Linked DNA regions of Mus musculus: all the other regions are linked to region 2. A link is a contact called in public HiChIP or PLAC-seq and promoter capture Hi-C data. All regions are on one chromosome and are shown on one strand. The core of a region is the stretch at or near the end of the contact, and the rest is flanking DNA. Distances in the headings are between cores, read along the strand shown.

Region 1 (4,491 bases), core at 815-3,314, 47 kb after region 2:
TAAGGCTAGCTCCCTGACCAGGCCCTACCGGCACTGGTCTGGTGGTCAGCTTGGGCTCATCTCCTTACTGGGTCCACCTGAGTGGCCCCATGTAAGGCTAATCTGTCGTGGGCTCACTCCTGCCCAGGGCTCATGGTCCTAGGTGTAGTTCTTCTAGTATCCAGTTTGCTTTCCACCCTGGATGCCCATCTGGGCCTTGGAGGTGCCAGACTGGTGATCGTCTCAAGCTAGCTCCCCATCTGGCACTGGACTGGTGATCATGCCAGACTTAGTTTTTTTCAGGGAATGTTAAGGAATGTTAATCAATCATTTAAATGTTCACAAATCAGAACAGAGTGAAGAAATAGCCTGTCTCTCTGCCACCTACTGATGCACATGTGACATAGCAGCCACACTTGTAGGGGCAGGGCAGTCAAATCGCTGTGTTATCTCTGCTTCCTAATTATATGATTCCCCATGTTCTGTGTTTTCAGAATGTAATGTGTAAAGTTTAGTCTGCTTAAAGTGTTAACTCAGAATATATACAGCAACGTTTCCAGTCTCTTCCCACCATGTATATTTTCAGTCAGGGAGGTGTTTTTTTGTGACACACATACACACACACACAAACACACACACACACTCATACACTCTACACACCCTATACACTCTACACACCCTATACACATACCTTTAATACCAATGGTATAGTTTTATGAATACATGAACTTAAGCATTGTTATCTTTGGCCAATATAGTTAAGTCTAGAAGAAGTAACTTGAGAGTTAAATGCTGTATGCCATTATTTAGTATTTTTGACACTAACTCAGAGTTTCTAATAAAAAATAAAAACCGTATTCTATATCTTGGCAGGAGAGGTGGCTCAGTGGCTAAGAGTACTGGCTGTTCTTGCATAGCACTCAGGTGCTGTTCCCAGCACCCACATGCCAGCTTAAAACACTCTGTGTCCAGTTCCCAGGGATTCAATGCCCATGTCCATCTTCTGTGTGGGCACTAGGCATGCATGTAGTGTACACACATACATTTATTCATACATGCATATAGGCAAAATACCCATACACATTAAATATATTCTATATCTTAACTTTAATTATTGCCACTGATTGCTTATGAATAACAGTATTTTGATTTTTTAATAATTTTGTAAGCAGAATTATAACTAAAGGGGAATAGACATAGGAACTGTAGGAAGATATTTATTCTTGTGAGCCAGTATTATTTATAATGAAGTTAATATATGATTTTTATTAACTATTCTGTAGATTATATATAAGATGCATATATCACTTAGAATTCAAAACTATTGGATCCTAAATGTTAAGATCCCAAGTATTCCAGATTTTAGATTTTTTTCTACATTTTGAAATATTTGCATATGTATAATGTGATAAATTGGGTATTATGCAAGTTTAAACCTGCAGTTCTTTTGTTTCTTATAGTCTAAAGATAATTTGTTTTGTGCCTGTGGGAGCCAGGGAGTTAAGCTTAAGGAAGGGAAAGAAGGAGGACTGGGTAACTCATGTGTTAGGTACTTTTATCGTCCTTAGATACCAGAAATGTGAGATCAGTCTGTGTGTGCACGTTAACTAGCATTCCTGTGTAAACTTGTAAGCCATAACTGACTCCCTTTCACTTACAGTTGGCTCTGTACCTCAGGAGAGGCTAGTGTTTTTCAGTCGTAAATTCAGCACTTGTTTCTGTGTTCCTCTGGGGTCTATAGGCATTGGGCGGTAATTGAAAAACTGCCTTCCCATAGCTTCTTCTCTGTGTGACACACTTGACTCAACTGTAAATGTTTTCAGAATTACGGAATTATTTCAGGAAATAGGAGCTGAGCTTTGCTTTAGATTTCGTTCATATTTTATTTGAGAAACTCAGAGAAAACGATTAAAAATAAAGGATATTTTTGAAAGTGCTGTAATTACTAATGAGAGGTAACAGGATCTCCCCCACGAGCACGTTTGCCTGCTCCTCTCACTTTTCTCCATGTTTGAGAGCTGGGAGAGTGCTTCCTTCCTCCTTGGATCTCAGCGAACAGCTTGTTGTTATTCAGTCCTCTAGTGGAGTACCTGGGCATTTCTCCTTTGCTTCATCTTGAAGGAAAGCCTTCTCCGGTTGCAAAAGAGCTTATGGTTTATCTTCTCAACTCAGAAGGATTTATTTCTTTGAGAAAATAACCATGAAACTACTTTCCCCCTTCTTAGTTCTTAGGTAGTTATTATATACTCATTAATTGTTATAGCAAAAAGAAAAGGTTTAAAAAATAAATGAAAGAATTAAAGAAATAGTTATTGCAATAGGAAAATAGATCATGAACTTGCTAACACCACCTTTTTTGTTTGTTTGTTTTTGTTTTGTTCTTTGAGACAGGGTTTCTCTGTGTAGTCCTGGCTGTCCTGGAACTCACTTTGTAGACCAGGCTGGCCTCGAACTCAGAAATCTGCCTCTGCCTCTGCCTCCTAAGTGCTGGGATTAAAGGCGTGCACCACCACTGCCCGGCGAGACACCACCCTTTTCACTCACTTATATCAATTGCTACAGTTTATTATTTGTGTGTCAATGTTTTGCCTGCATGCCTGTGCATGTGTGTGCAGTGCCTGGAGAGGCCCAGAGAGGCCACCTGATCCCCAGAAGTGGAGTTGAAAGATGAAAGTCCCATGTGGGTGCTGGGAAACACTGGGTCCTGAGGGCGATCAGTAGATGCTCTTACTGCTGAGCCAGCCCTCAGACCCCAGAGTCTACAGTTCCCAGCTCCTCCACTGTAAAGAGCAGTTTACAGAAATGGGGCATAGGTGGAGTTTGCTTCATTATATGAACTGAGGCTTTTTTAATTCAAGAAATAAATTTTAGTTATATATTTATGCTATGACTTTTTAAAAATGATATTTGTACATAAAAGTAAAGACAAATAAAATAGATACGCTGCAGTAATACAGCATACCTTTTCCCTATCCCATTGGTCTTTCCGTTCAGGAGTGTGTGGTTTTGTTATGCTTTGTCCTTCCAGAAACAAAAGATTAGGTGTATGCTTTCTTTGAAAATATATGTTTATTAGAATCACCTGGGCGATTTTCTCTATAATATCATGCATTGGTACCTAGGTTGTTTCTGGTTTTCTTTCTTTCTTTTTTTTTCTTTTTTTCCCTGTAAATAGGTGAATCTCTAATACATTAAGTTTTTGGCCAGCCATACTATTTTACATAGTCCTTGTTCACATAATTTTCTACTATTCTCCATTGTAATTTTCAGCTTTCTGATTTTAAAACAGTGCTGCAAGTTGAACAAGTCAAATGCACAGAAATTATATTTAAATGTTTGGACTTCCCAATGAAGAGTAGGAATATGTGTGTGTTGATGCCAGGGAGTCAGTCCCTGGCATCTTTTTAGCCAGTAGTACGCTGCACACCATCGTGGTCCTTCTGTAAGGTAGCATTGTGGTTTTGTTTGCACAGCTATGAAATTACATCCCCGTTGGGAAGCAGCGCAGCGCTTCAGTGCGCACGTAATTGGTGGTGCTATGTGTAAAGCAGGGCAGGGAGCAGAACCTCACTGTTACCTGGAGCAGGAGGTGTGTGGCACTCACTTAGGGTGCCAGTCACTGCTGAGGAGATTAGAGGAGCCTCAGACCTGTTAGGACCTTCAACTGTTTGGTAAAGTAGTGAGAGCACACGCCTGTGTCAGTAGTTATCCTTAATGACATCTCAGTGTCATCTGTTAGGAAATGTGTAGGAATCGTCTGTTAAGAAACATGCAAGCTATTTTAAGATGTTTGTGTTTGGCTAGGATTATAGTTCAGTGGTAGCAATTTCTAAGACCTGCTGTCAATATCCAGCATAAAAAGAATGAAACAGAAATCTGCAGTATTGAGCCCTTGATAAGATATTCCTGAGTGAGAATGTTAATAAACAGGTGTTGATTCATCTTCAGTTAGTTTATGGATTTCTTTTGTCTCTAAAATCCTATAGAAAACTTTTGGAATTTGACAGAATGATCCCTAAGAGAATTTCTAAAGAAAATACAATGATACCTAGAAATTTTAGTAGTGCTAATACCATTTGAAATAGTAACTTATACTTAAGGTTTGATTGGGACGTTTGTTTATTTGGGAGAGTGGATGTGGATGGCACTGTGCACTGGAGCAGGAAGCCCAGAGGATAGCTTGTGGGAGTGTGTTGCTTTTCCACCACAGTTGGTTCTGGGATCGATCGGATACAGGCATCAGGCTTGCAGACAGACGCCACACTCACTGGTTTCATCTTTCTGGCCCTGAAATTGTACTTTAAAAAGTGATAGTGATCAGAGTGTATCGCCCTGTTTTAACGTTTATACATGAACCTATAGGAAGAGGAAACTTACAGAAAGTAATTTACACAGATGGGTATTTTGCCGTTTGTGTGTCGGGGCATTCAGTGCACAGGGAGGCCAGAGGGGGCATTGGATCCTAGGCACTGTAGTTACCCGCGGTTGGGAACTGACAGGTGGGGGTTTGGA
Region 2 (4,459 bases), core at 83-2,582:
GACTGGGAAGCTAGCTCTCCTCGGGCAGGGCACAAAGGAGGCGGCTGCCTTCTACTTTAGTGAGGAGAATGCTTGGAATGCCAGACACACCCCAGTTTAAATTGCAAGCACACTTCTCTGGGCAAGGTCCAGGCCGATTTTTCCTTTCTTCCACTCCAAAGGCTAGTGCGGAATTCTAGTGATTGGCAGGCCATAGATACTGGTAGGCAAAAAACCCTAAAAACCAACCAACCAGACAGACAAAACTATAGATTGTTTTACTCATTCTATGAACTCACCGTAGACTTGTCGAACTGCTTAGGCTGTCAAGAAGTTCTTTTGGTTTTAAAGTAGATTTTGGGCTTAAAGTGAGTTGGCTCAGTGGTTTAAAGCGTTTGTTTCTCACACATAGGCCGTGAGTTTGATTTCCAGCACCCACCTGGTGGTTCATCATTCTCTGTAATTCCAGTCTCTGGGGATCTGGCCTCCTCCTATGTCCAAGGACAGCAGGCACTCACAAATGCACATACGTTCAGGAAAAAATAATATGTATAGGCAAAAAGACACATAAAATTTATCAATCTAAATTTCAAAAGTGCTTTAAAAACCTCTTAATGAGATTTGGGGCCTAGCAACCGATCCAAACACTTGGTAAGGTTTTGAAAGTGAAAAATAATTGTTTTGAGTCCTGGTCTCCTATAGCCTAGGCTGGTCTTGTCCTCCTTAGTACAGGCTTTGAGACCACACCCAGCTAGAAGTGTATGCCTAGGCGACTGTATTATAGAACATTCCATCTAGAAACAAATTTCAAAATAGCAATACTGATCCCAGGGGTAAAACAATCCCTTCTTTTCTAGACTTCCAAGCACAGTCACTAACATTCCTAAGCTGGGAGTTGGGGTGGGGAGGGAGCAACCCACCCAGAAGCAGTTTTGCTTCAGGAGATTCTAAAATCTCCTTATACACTTTTTTATATTAATTACTCAGATGCAAGCTTGTCTTCAAAAATAAAATCTGGTTAGTAGTAAGAGCGGATCGGTTTGCGGTGCTTGGTACTTTTTCTTGAAGTTGGAGGTGATGGCAGAGAGACCGTTCATCAGGAACTGGGCTGTTTACGGAGTAAACAAGCGGTAACCACAGAAACACCTGCTGCATCCAGAGGCGCTGCAGAGCCACGCCTCCTCAAGCCCACATCCGGGCACTCCGCCGACGTTCGCACGCTCCAGCCGTTTACCGGATTTGAAACACACTCACAACCAATCAGCCGGCGCCTCCCGAAGGCAGACGTTGGGATTGACCAATCGGCAGTCCGCCCGAGGTTCCAGCCTATCAAAAGGAGGTTGACAGAGCGCGCCAATCAGCATGGCTCTTAGAGAGAGCGACTGGATTTTTTTGAATCGGAGGCGGCAGCCTCTCTCGAGCCATGGCGGCGCCTGTGAGGGGGAGACTTAGTGTTTGAGAAGGATAAGCGAGGACTGCGCCGTCGTGGTTCCTTTTTAAAATCTCTGAGCGTGGTGAGGACTGCGGGGTGAGTGGGGGACGGGAAGGGATTCGGGAACCCGGAACTGAGCACGGGCCGTGGCGACCAAGGCCGGCGCCCCCGCCGCGGTGAGCTCCCACGGCTGCGTACCTGTCTGTCCCGCTCCCCTCCATCCTCCTTCCCCACATCCGCCTCCTGTCCTGCCCTCTGCTCTCGTCCCGGCCCTTCCTTGCGGGAGGCTGGGCTCTCTATCTATTCTGCTTCTGTCCGGCGCCTCAGGGTGAAGGGCGCAGTTGGGACCGGGATTTTGGCCTCCCGCCCGCCCGCCGCAGCCCCGAGCTGCCTTGATTGTTTTGTGGTTTCCCTCTGGAATTCCTGTAGAATTCCGATTTTCAATTTTTAAAAATATAAAACACAGGCCGCCCCGCCCCTTCCTGGCCACAGATGTGTGTGGTTAGCGGTTAACTTAGCTCCCTCAGTTAGACCCGGCTAGGAGTCGCTGTGTGAGCAACTTCCTTAGCCACAAACTGGATATGACAGTGACATTTGTCTTTTAGGATGGCTGCAAGCGTTAAAAAGTGGCAAGGGAAAGATTTAAGATAGTGACTAAAATATTGAGCTCTAAGTAAATGAGAATCGCTAATTGCACTGTTATCAATAACGTATACACTATTGTAGTTTGGGTTCCTTACTCTGGTGTGACGTGTTTATGGAAAAAAAAAAGGTTTATTTAAAAGAAAAGCTGAAATGACTATTTGTTTAAAAGAATCCATGTGTTTGTGAGACAAGATCTCAGGTACCCCAGCATAGACTTGAATTGTGGAGCCTAGGGTGACAAGGAACTCTGTCTGCCTCTACCCCCTCTTCTGGGTGCTCGGATTACAGGTGTACTTTCACCTTACCTGGTTTCTGAGGTGCCCGCGGATGACTTCATGCACACTGACTGCAGCTGAGTCACATCCCGAGTCAAAGATAGATTGTTTTTATGATCACGATTCCGTTGTGTTTATTTTTAAAAGGTCTGTAGAATATGTGAAAAGGAAGAAAGTGACCTGGTGCACTTAAGTTTGCGGTGATGTTGGGTGCTAGATGCTGGTTGTATCACTAGTGTAGCGTGTAGCTCTTTTGCTGTATATTATGGAGCTGTTTTGGTAATAAATGATCTGTGTATTTAAGCATTTCCAGTGTTTTGGGGTGTAGTGAGAAAGGGTTTAGTTATGTATCTCCTCCCTCTGTTTTGTGGGTGCTGGAATTTTAGGCCACACATTGTCAGTTGTTTGGTGATTTTTTTTTTTAAGAGGATCATGTAAACTAAAAGTATCCTTAAAGGTGCATTGTAAAGCTTTGGCACACAGTTGCACATAATTGTAGGCTGTGTTACCACACTTTTCCCCCTTTGGACTGGGAGATTGAAAAACAAATAAAAATACATGTTTTTTTTTTTTCTCCTGGAAAAAAAAGCAAACATGGTAGTGAACACTTCAGAAGGCTAAGGCATATTTGTTTGTTTGGGCAGGGATGCACTATAGCTCTGCTGGTCCTGGAATTCGCTGTGTAGACTAGACTGGCCTTGAACTCAGAGCTCCACCTGTGTCTGACTCCCAAGCTCTGAGATTAAAAACATGTGCCACTATACCTGACTCTTAGTTTTTTTTTTTAAAGGGGAAATTTTTTTTTTCTAAACATTGAAAATAGTTCTCTCCCTCCCTCCCTCCCTCCCTCCCTCCTTCTCTCCTTCTCTCCCTCTCTCCCTCTTTCCCTCTCCTGGTTTCCCCTTCCCCTCACTCCCTCTCCCCCTCTCATCTCACAGGTTCAAGCTTCTCTAATGGCTGATCAAGACACTGATTTATGGGTATCTGGCAGAATGTTGATAGAAGTCATGTTGTAACATTTCTTTAAGTGACTTAGAGCCGTGTATTTTATCCTAGAGATGAGTTTTAGGGGAGGTAGGAGGGCTGTATGAAGTTGGTCATTTGCTTCTGAGTAAGGACACCATTGGAGCTCTCCTGTGGAGACTTAAAAATGATTGCCGTGGATAAGACAAACAATACCAAGTTATGAATATTGTATGAATGAATAGTTATTTGTCCTTTCAATACCTATTGAGTTTCTTTCCCAACCTGCATTTGAGTCTTAGTGCTATGTCTGCTTCCTTCATTTGGAAACTGAGACGAGACTTCCTGCAGAGTCTTGAGGAGGCAGAGTGGAGCCAGGAAGCAGGTGTCTGACTTAAGCATCTGAGTTTTACAACTCTGTGTAGGTCTGTACTGTGTACCTGTACACATAGACTCACCGCCTAGAAATGGAGAGTTGTACTTTACTGTTTCCTCAGGGCAGACAGCTTAAACTGTGTCTCTACTAAGAATCTGAGCGCTCTCTGACTACTTTATCAATCTGAAAAAGTGGATCAGACACTTTTGAATAAAGTGAGATTAAGCTCTGAGGTAAAGGTGAGACTGTTGGTTATATTTGTTTGATATTTAAGATATTTACTACCCACTCCAGTTAGGTATAGAACCCAGGGCCCTCAGCAGGACTTACCCCTGAGTTACAACAAACTCAAGCTCCATACTTCAATTAAACTTTCTCTCTTCCCTACTTGCCTAACTTTCCAGTTCTTAGGTCCTAGAGGTCGAAGAGAGCTTTCTTTCATAGTCCAGATTTATAATGGTACTAGTTTATATACATTTGTCTTGTCAAGTCTTGGAGATGTTTGGGAATTAATATAAAAATGGCAGCTTACAGTGTAAGCTGTACAGTGATCTATGAAAGATTCTGAGAATCCACATAAAGGTGAAGTCAAGAGTGATGAATGAAGTTGACGTTCTCTGTAGAATATTCCTGCTGCGGTGAAATATACCCAGTTATAAACTACATTGCAGTTTGGGCTGGAAAACTGCTCAGAAACTCATTGCTGGCACAGAGAAAGATTAGACATTGGAGTACCTTGGTTAGAGACAGCAGGGGATTTGGGCAGGAGGAGGAGGTGAAGAGTAAAGC
Region 3 (4,682 bases), core at 557-3,056, 57 kb before region 2:
AGATAGAAGAGCATCTCCAGACTTGACTGGTCAGGACCAAGGAGCCGATGTCCCCCTCTCCCTCCAGCCCTTCCCCCACCCTGTGACACTCTCTGCCCCGTTCATGTCTTGCTCTCCCTTGCCTTCTGAGCACCATGTAAGATAGAGTGAAAAGACAGAGCTCCGGCTGGGGACGGCTTTACGGAGGCTCAGCACAGTCAAAAGAGACAGACGAGAGTTAAGTGCTTTTCTACTCCTACTGAAACACCTTGGCGGTGTTCAGTGAAGATATTCTAAAGACACACGTACCATTCCCCTAGGCCACCAGACTACTGATGCAGTCGTCCCCCCACACCCCCAGTATGGGATTTTCTTAAGAATGTTACTTTGAAAGAAGGAAAGGGCTGAAGCCTGATGCTGGCAATGGAGGAACCTGTCTCTTAGGAGGCGATTTCACAGTCTGACTTGTCAGAGGCCAGGCAGGAGAGACCAGACAAAGCTGACTAGTGGAACCACACAACGGCCAGGCCTGCTTAGCTCTGCAGACCACTTGTCCTCCTGGAAAGGTGGCACCTCCTGTCAAGACCCTGAGGATGGCCATGGAAGGCCCTGGGCCTCTTTCTTCATCCCTCTGTCTGGCATAGCCTCAGTAATTAGGCCTCCTTTTGTCACTATGGTTTCTTCGTTGAATTGGTCTGTTGTGGGCAGGTGGCAGGGTCAAGGCTGTGAAGGTGCCCTGGGCCAGCCTCATCAACTCTAGAAACTAACTCCTTGCTACTTCTCAGAGTGCAAACTAGATCATGAGTCCAGTCTGATAAGGTCTGCCTCTGAGGACCCACATCTTCCTGAGGCTGGGCCTGTAGCTCAGTAGAGACCTAAACTGTGGGAGACCCTATGCTCTTTCTAGTATCAAAAGCAAAAGACTCGAATGCTAATGCTAATCACTTTGTATGTTACTATTATTGAGTTTTAAGAGTTCTTTATATATACTGGATACAAGTCCCTTTTCAAACACATTATTTGGAAATATTTCCTTTTATTGGGTGGGTTTGCATTCTTTCTTTTTGTGTAGGTATGTGTATGGTGTGGCACATGCCTATTAGTGTGGGGTGTGTTCACGTGTGTCAATGTATGTGTCCATGTATAGGGAGGCCAGAAGTCAACTTCCAGTAGCCATCTTTTCACCTTTTTAAATGTGTGTGTGTGTGTGTGTGTGTGTGTGACACTGAACCTGAAGCTCACTAATTCTGCTAGGCTAGCAATGCAAAGAGCCCCAGTGTCTTTGTTACTTTGAAAGAACTCCACTCCTCCCATACTTAAATTATAGGCACATGCTGCCATGCCATTCCCAACTTGTTAAAAAAACAAAACAAAATGTGTGTTCTGGCAATCTAACTTCAAGTTCTCATGCTTGCTTGACAGACCCCTAACCACGAGCCTTCATTTTCATATTCTATACATTGATTTTTTTTAATAACCATTGAAGATTTTTTTTCTTGCTGCTCCCTCCCCCCAAAAACTAAAAGGAAAAGAAAAAAAAGTTTTCTCCTGCCTTGGGTTCTGATCCTCATCAAAAGCCCTCCTGAGGCAGTGTCCTGCTCAGAGCCGCTTCTGCTTGCCAGGACAAATGGCTCTTGTTTTCCTTTCAATGTTCCAAACAGCAGCTGATTCAACCTGCAGCATTAAAGAACAGCGCTTGCAAACAAAGCCTTCCCAACTCCTTCTGGAATACAGCAATCCCTGCTTGCCGGCTCATGCCCTCCGCCTGGCTGCACACACAAGCTCCACGGCCCACAGCACTGCACAAGCTTGACTCAGCTGCTTTCCACAAAGTCCAGGAAGCAGATAATTAGATGAGTCTTCAACAAATGACTTCCTGTTTTTACATCGAGGGCTCTCTATAGCTTAAAATCTGAGTAATCTCTTACGTGGTGGGATATACATTATTCCTCAAATGGTACATGAAGTCTAAACATGAAGGGAAACTATTTTATAGATATTTACCAATATCTGAAGAGTCAGATGATAACCCGCTCATGTATATCCACAATGACAATAATCAACTAGTGCATTCTATATAAAATATTTTAAAAACATATTATATACCCTTTTGCATGGCTTTAGAACCATTTGAACTTCCCCTCTCTGGATTTCCTGAAAGTCTTATGAATAGGAAGGGTGAGTAGCCCACTTATTTTATGCTCATTTGAGGCTGAGCTGTTAATTGCCTAGCTCAGCTCTTACCGCACCACAGCCTGAGTGTCTCTGACTCAGTAGCTCACCCGATTCTGACTCATCACTCTGAATAGTACTGCTCAGAGCTGGAAGGCAGTCACTACGCAAGCAGCGTTCCAAGGCACACCTCTCCTATTACTCGTGCTTTGCAACATTACAATGAGCAGAACTTAAAATCAGGAGGAAGGGAAGCAGGCTATGAAACGTCCCACAGACTCTGTGTCCTGGCAGCATGCTCTCTGTCTGCCAGCAGATCTGCTCCACTGTGCAGCAGGACCCGGCACCGGAACCGGAACAGAAAGCCCAGGCTTCTACAGCAGGAAGCAGTCCCACGGTCACTCGTTAGTCTCAAGTTCAAACAACTGAGCCACAACGTGTGTGGAGACCTCAGGAGGTGCGCTGGCCTGCAAGCTCAGCCCACAAGGCTCACTGACACAGTACTGGCTGTCCTACAGAGGATGGTGTTCGGATGGCTCCTAGACTCGCACTGTTTACAGAGGCTGCTGGTCCAAATAGACTGACATAATCGAAACAACTTACTCACTCACTCTCGTAGAGCACACAGTTTAGGGGCAGAGAGACAGCTCAGCAGTTAAGAGAGCTTGCTGCTCTTCCTGAGGTCCCAGGTTTGGTTCCCAGCACACATGTCCTGTGACTCACAACCACCTACACCCAAGTTCCACAGGCTCTGATGCCCTCTTCTGGCTTCCACGGGTATGGGCACTCACGTGCACATGCCCCCACATAGACAGACATAATAAAAATAAATCTTTTAAAAACGGAAGCCATTTCATCTAGATCTACAATTACAACATTGTCAACTGTTTAATACTAGGCAAATCCAGGCAACATCAAAGCATCTACAGGGCAGAGGGCTAATAATACAGTAACAGCCCCTTCCGAGGAGATTTTATGGGTTAATTACAAGCAAAGGGTTTTGTGTGTATGTTTCATCCACTCTTTTTGTTTGGTTCTTTTTGGAAATTAGGGCTCACCCTGTACTGGAGGGTCCCAGGGACTCCAGAGCTCCATGTTCCGTGAGGAGACTGTGCTCATGAGCAAAGACCAGGGTGATTCCAAATTGGCTCTCTGACTCCACATACACGCACATCACTTGAGAGAGCACCCACATATACACAAAGGAGCAAACACTGGCTTTGAAGTTGGGCACCCATTCACACAAGCCGTAAGGAAAATACACGGTCTATTTTCCACCACTTCACTCTAATGCTCAGCTATAACACGCAGTCAACTCCCAGTGGTAGAGTAAGTAAAGGTCAATACTTCAAACTGGCTCACTGCACTAACGTTTGTTGAAGCTTGGGGCCTTAGATTCTTTCAGGGCTACCCAATTTCTTACTTTGGGCAACTTTGGAGCAATTTTATTATTATTATTTTGGTTTTGCTTATTGTTTTTGACACAGGGTGTCACAGGGTTATCTTGCAGCTCAGGCTGGCCTCAAACTTGCTTTGAGTTATTGCTTGAGTGACAGGAGTCCACCACACACAGTTTGCATATGGTGAGGGCTGAAGCCAAGGTTTTGTGCCTGCTGTGCAAGTACTTCCACCAACTGAGCTGCTCCAGCCCTCACCTCACTGCCAACAGACTCCATACAAATACTGGCACCATAGTCCTTTTAGATGTCCCAGAAAGATTTGGTAGGGTCAAACCTATTCTGTGCAGAAATATTAATGAAGGGCCATTATGCCACATGATGCTGTACACCTACAATCCATGAACTGGGAAAGTAGCAAGAGAAGCAGGTTTCCAAGCCCAGATGGAACTATTCACCAAGTGTGAGACCAGCCCGGATTACACGGGGTTCTGTTTCAAAACAAAAACAGAGGTTTTATTTTTAACTATGTGTGCACATATGTGAGAGTGTATGTAGGTTTGAACACCTCTCCAAGGCATGTACATTTGAGCACAAGGCCCACGCAGGCACTGGAGAGAAGACGACATCAGCTCTCCTTGATCTGTAGTTACTAACCATTGTGAGCTGGCTCATGTGTGTGCTGGAAACCCAATTCCACTTCTTTGCAAAAGCAGTGTGCAGTTTTCACCCCTGAACCATCTTTTCCATCCCTGATTTATAAGTGATAGGAGATGGAGACATAGACAACACTAAGCATGCATTCATTCTCACCCCTGGTACCAAGTTCCCACTCTGTTACCAGGTCCTATACAAAGAGAAGTAACCGCGTGCTAAGAATTACCCCCATCCCTGAGCGCTCAAGCAATAAGGACATCTTCAGATCACCTTGCTAGACAGGAGCTGAGAAAACAATGGGTGAGACCACACCCTGGCCAGGACTGCTTAACTATGCTATCTTCCACCCAGTGCCCAATTCTTCCACTGAGCCCTTAAGGTTGCATCAGGACCCCATAAGATGGGCTTGGGGACCCCTTTATGGGCCACTTCTTCTCAATGGCCTCCTTACTCTGCTCTTCTCTCTTCCCTGTCCTT

The links. Promoter capture Hi-C pulls out the DNA fragments that hold promoters and counts their contacts. HiChIP or PLAC-seq counts read pairs in DNA pulled down with a chosen protein or histone mark.
Region 1: an H3K27ac HiChIP or PLAC-seq map of embryonic stem cells shows a contact between it and region 2, with 18 read pairs. The contact joins the enhancer-like site here to the promoter of Ect2 in region 2. A contact is called at or near these places in 16 of 39 promoter capture datasets (the C10 cell line, cranial neural crest, embryonic stem cells and 8 more), 1 of 15 datasets of contacts at CTCF or cohesin (the NIH/3T3 cell line), 110 of 484 Hi-C or Micro-C datasets (B cells, the C2C12 cell line, CD8 T cells and 51 more), 18 of 115 datasets of contacts at active chromatin or transcription factors (the SCID.adh cell line, effector CD8 T cells, embryonic stem cells and 3 more) and 4 of 9 other capture datasets (adipose tissue, embryonic stem cells, liver and 1 more).
Region 3: a promoter capture Hi-C map of macrophages shows a contact between it and region 2, with 7 read pairs. The contact joins the enhancer-like site here to the promoter of Ect2 in region 2. A contact is called at or near these places in 7 of 39 promoter capture datasets (3T3-L1-derived adipocytes, the C10 cell line, the HPC-7 cell line and 4 more), 2 of 15 datasets of contacts at CTCF or cohesin (CD8 T cells and the NIH/3T3 cell line), 5 of 484 Hi-C or Micro-C datasets (the N1E-115 cell line, embryonic fibroblasts, embryonic stem cells and 2 more), 10 of 115 datasets of contacts at active chromatin or transcription factors (the SCID.adh cell line, embryonic stem cells, epiblast stem cells and 4 more) and 3 of 9 other capture datasets (adipose tissue, liver and pancreatic islet).

What each region holds. Positions count from the first base shown.
Region 1 is chr3:27,104,899-27,109,389 of GRCm38.p6, reverse strand. All of the region lies in intron 21 of Ect2 (ect2 oncogene), which reads left to right. It also overlaps the pseudogene Gm25152. Among named protein-coding and RNA genes, the nearest start is that of Ect2, 47 kb to the left of the region's middle. Within about 2 kb of position 2,064, at least 2 of the 459 cell types and tissues checked have an H3K27ac peak or open chromatin away from gene starts, as enhancers often do.
Region 2 is chr3:27,150,751-27,155,209 of GRCm38.p6, reverse strand. Ect2 (ect2 oncogene) reads left to right here and starts at 1,332. Exons shown (of 24, transcript NM_001177626.1): 1 at 1,332-1,507. It overlaps 1700125G22Rik (RIKEN cDNA 1700125G22 gene), which reads right to left and starts at 1,184. Exons shown (of 3, transcript NR_040548.1): 1 at 900-1,184; 2 at 279-470.
Region 3 is chr3:27,207,570-27,212,251 of GRCm38.p6, reverse strand. The region is part of intron 1 of Nceh1 (neutral cholesterol ester hydrolase 1); the gene reads right to left. Among named protein-coding and RNA genes, the nearest start is that of Nceh1, 27 kb to the right of the region's middle. Within about 2 kb of position 1,806, at least 162 of the 459 cell types and tissues checked have an H3K27ac peak or open chromatin away from gene starts, as enhancers often do. A contact at or near this core is called in CD8 T cells, the HPC-7 cell line, the N1E-115 cell line and 9 more, where this site is marked.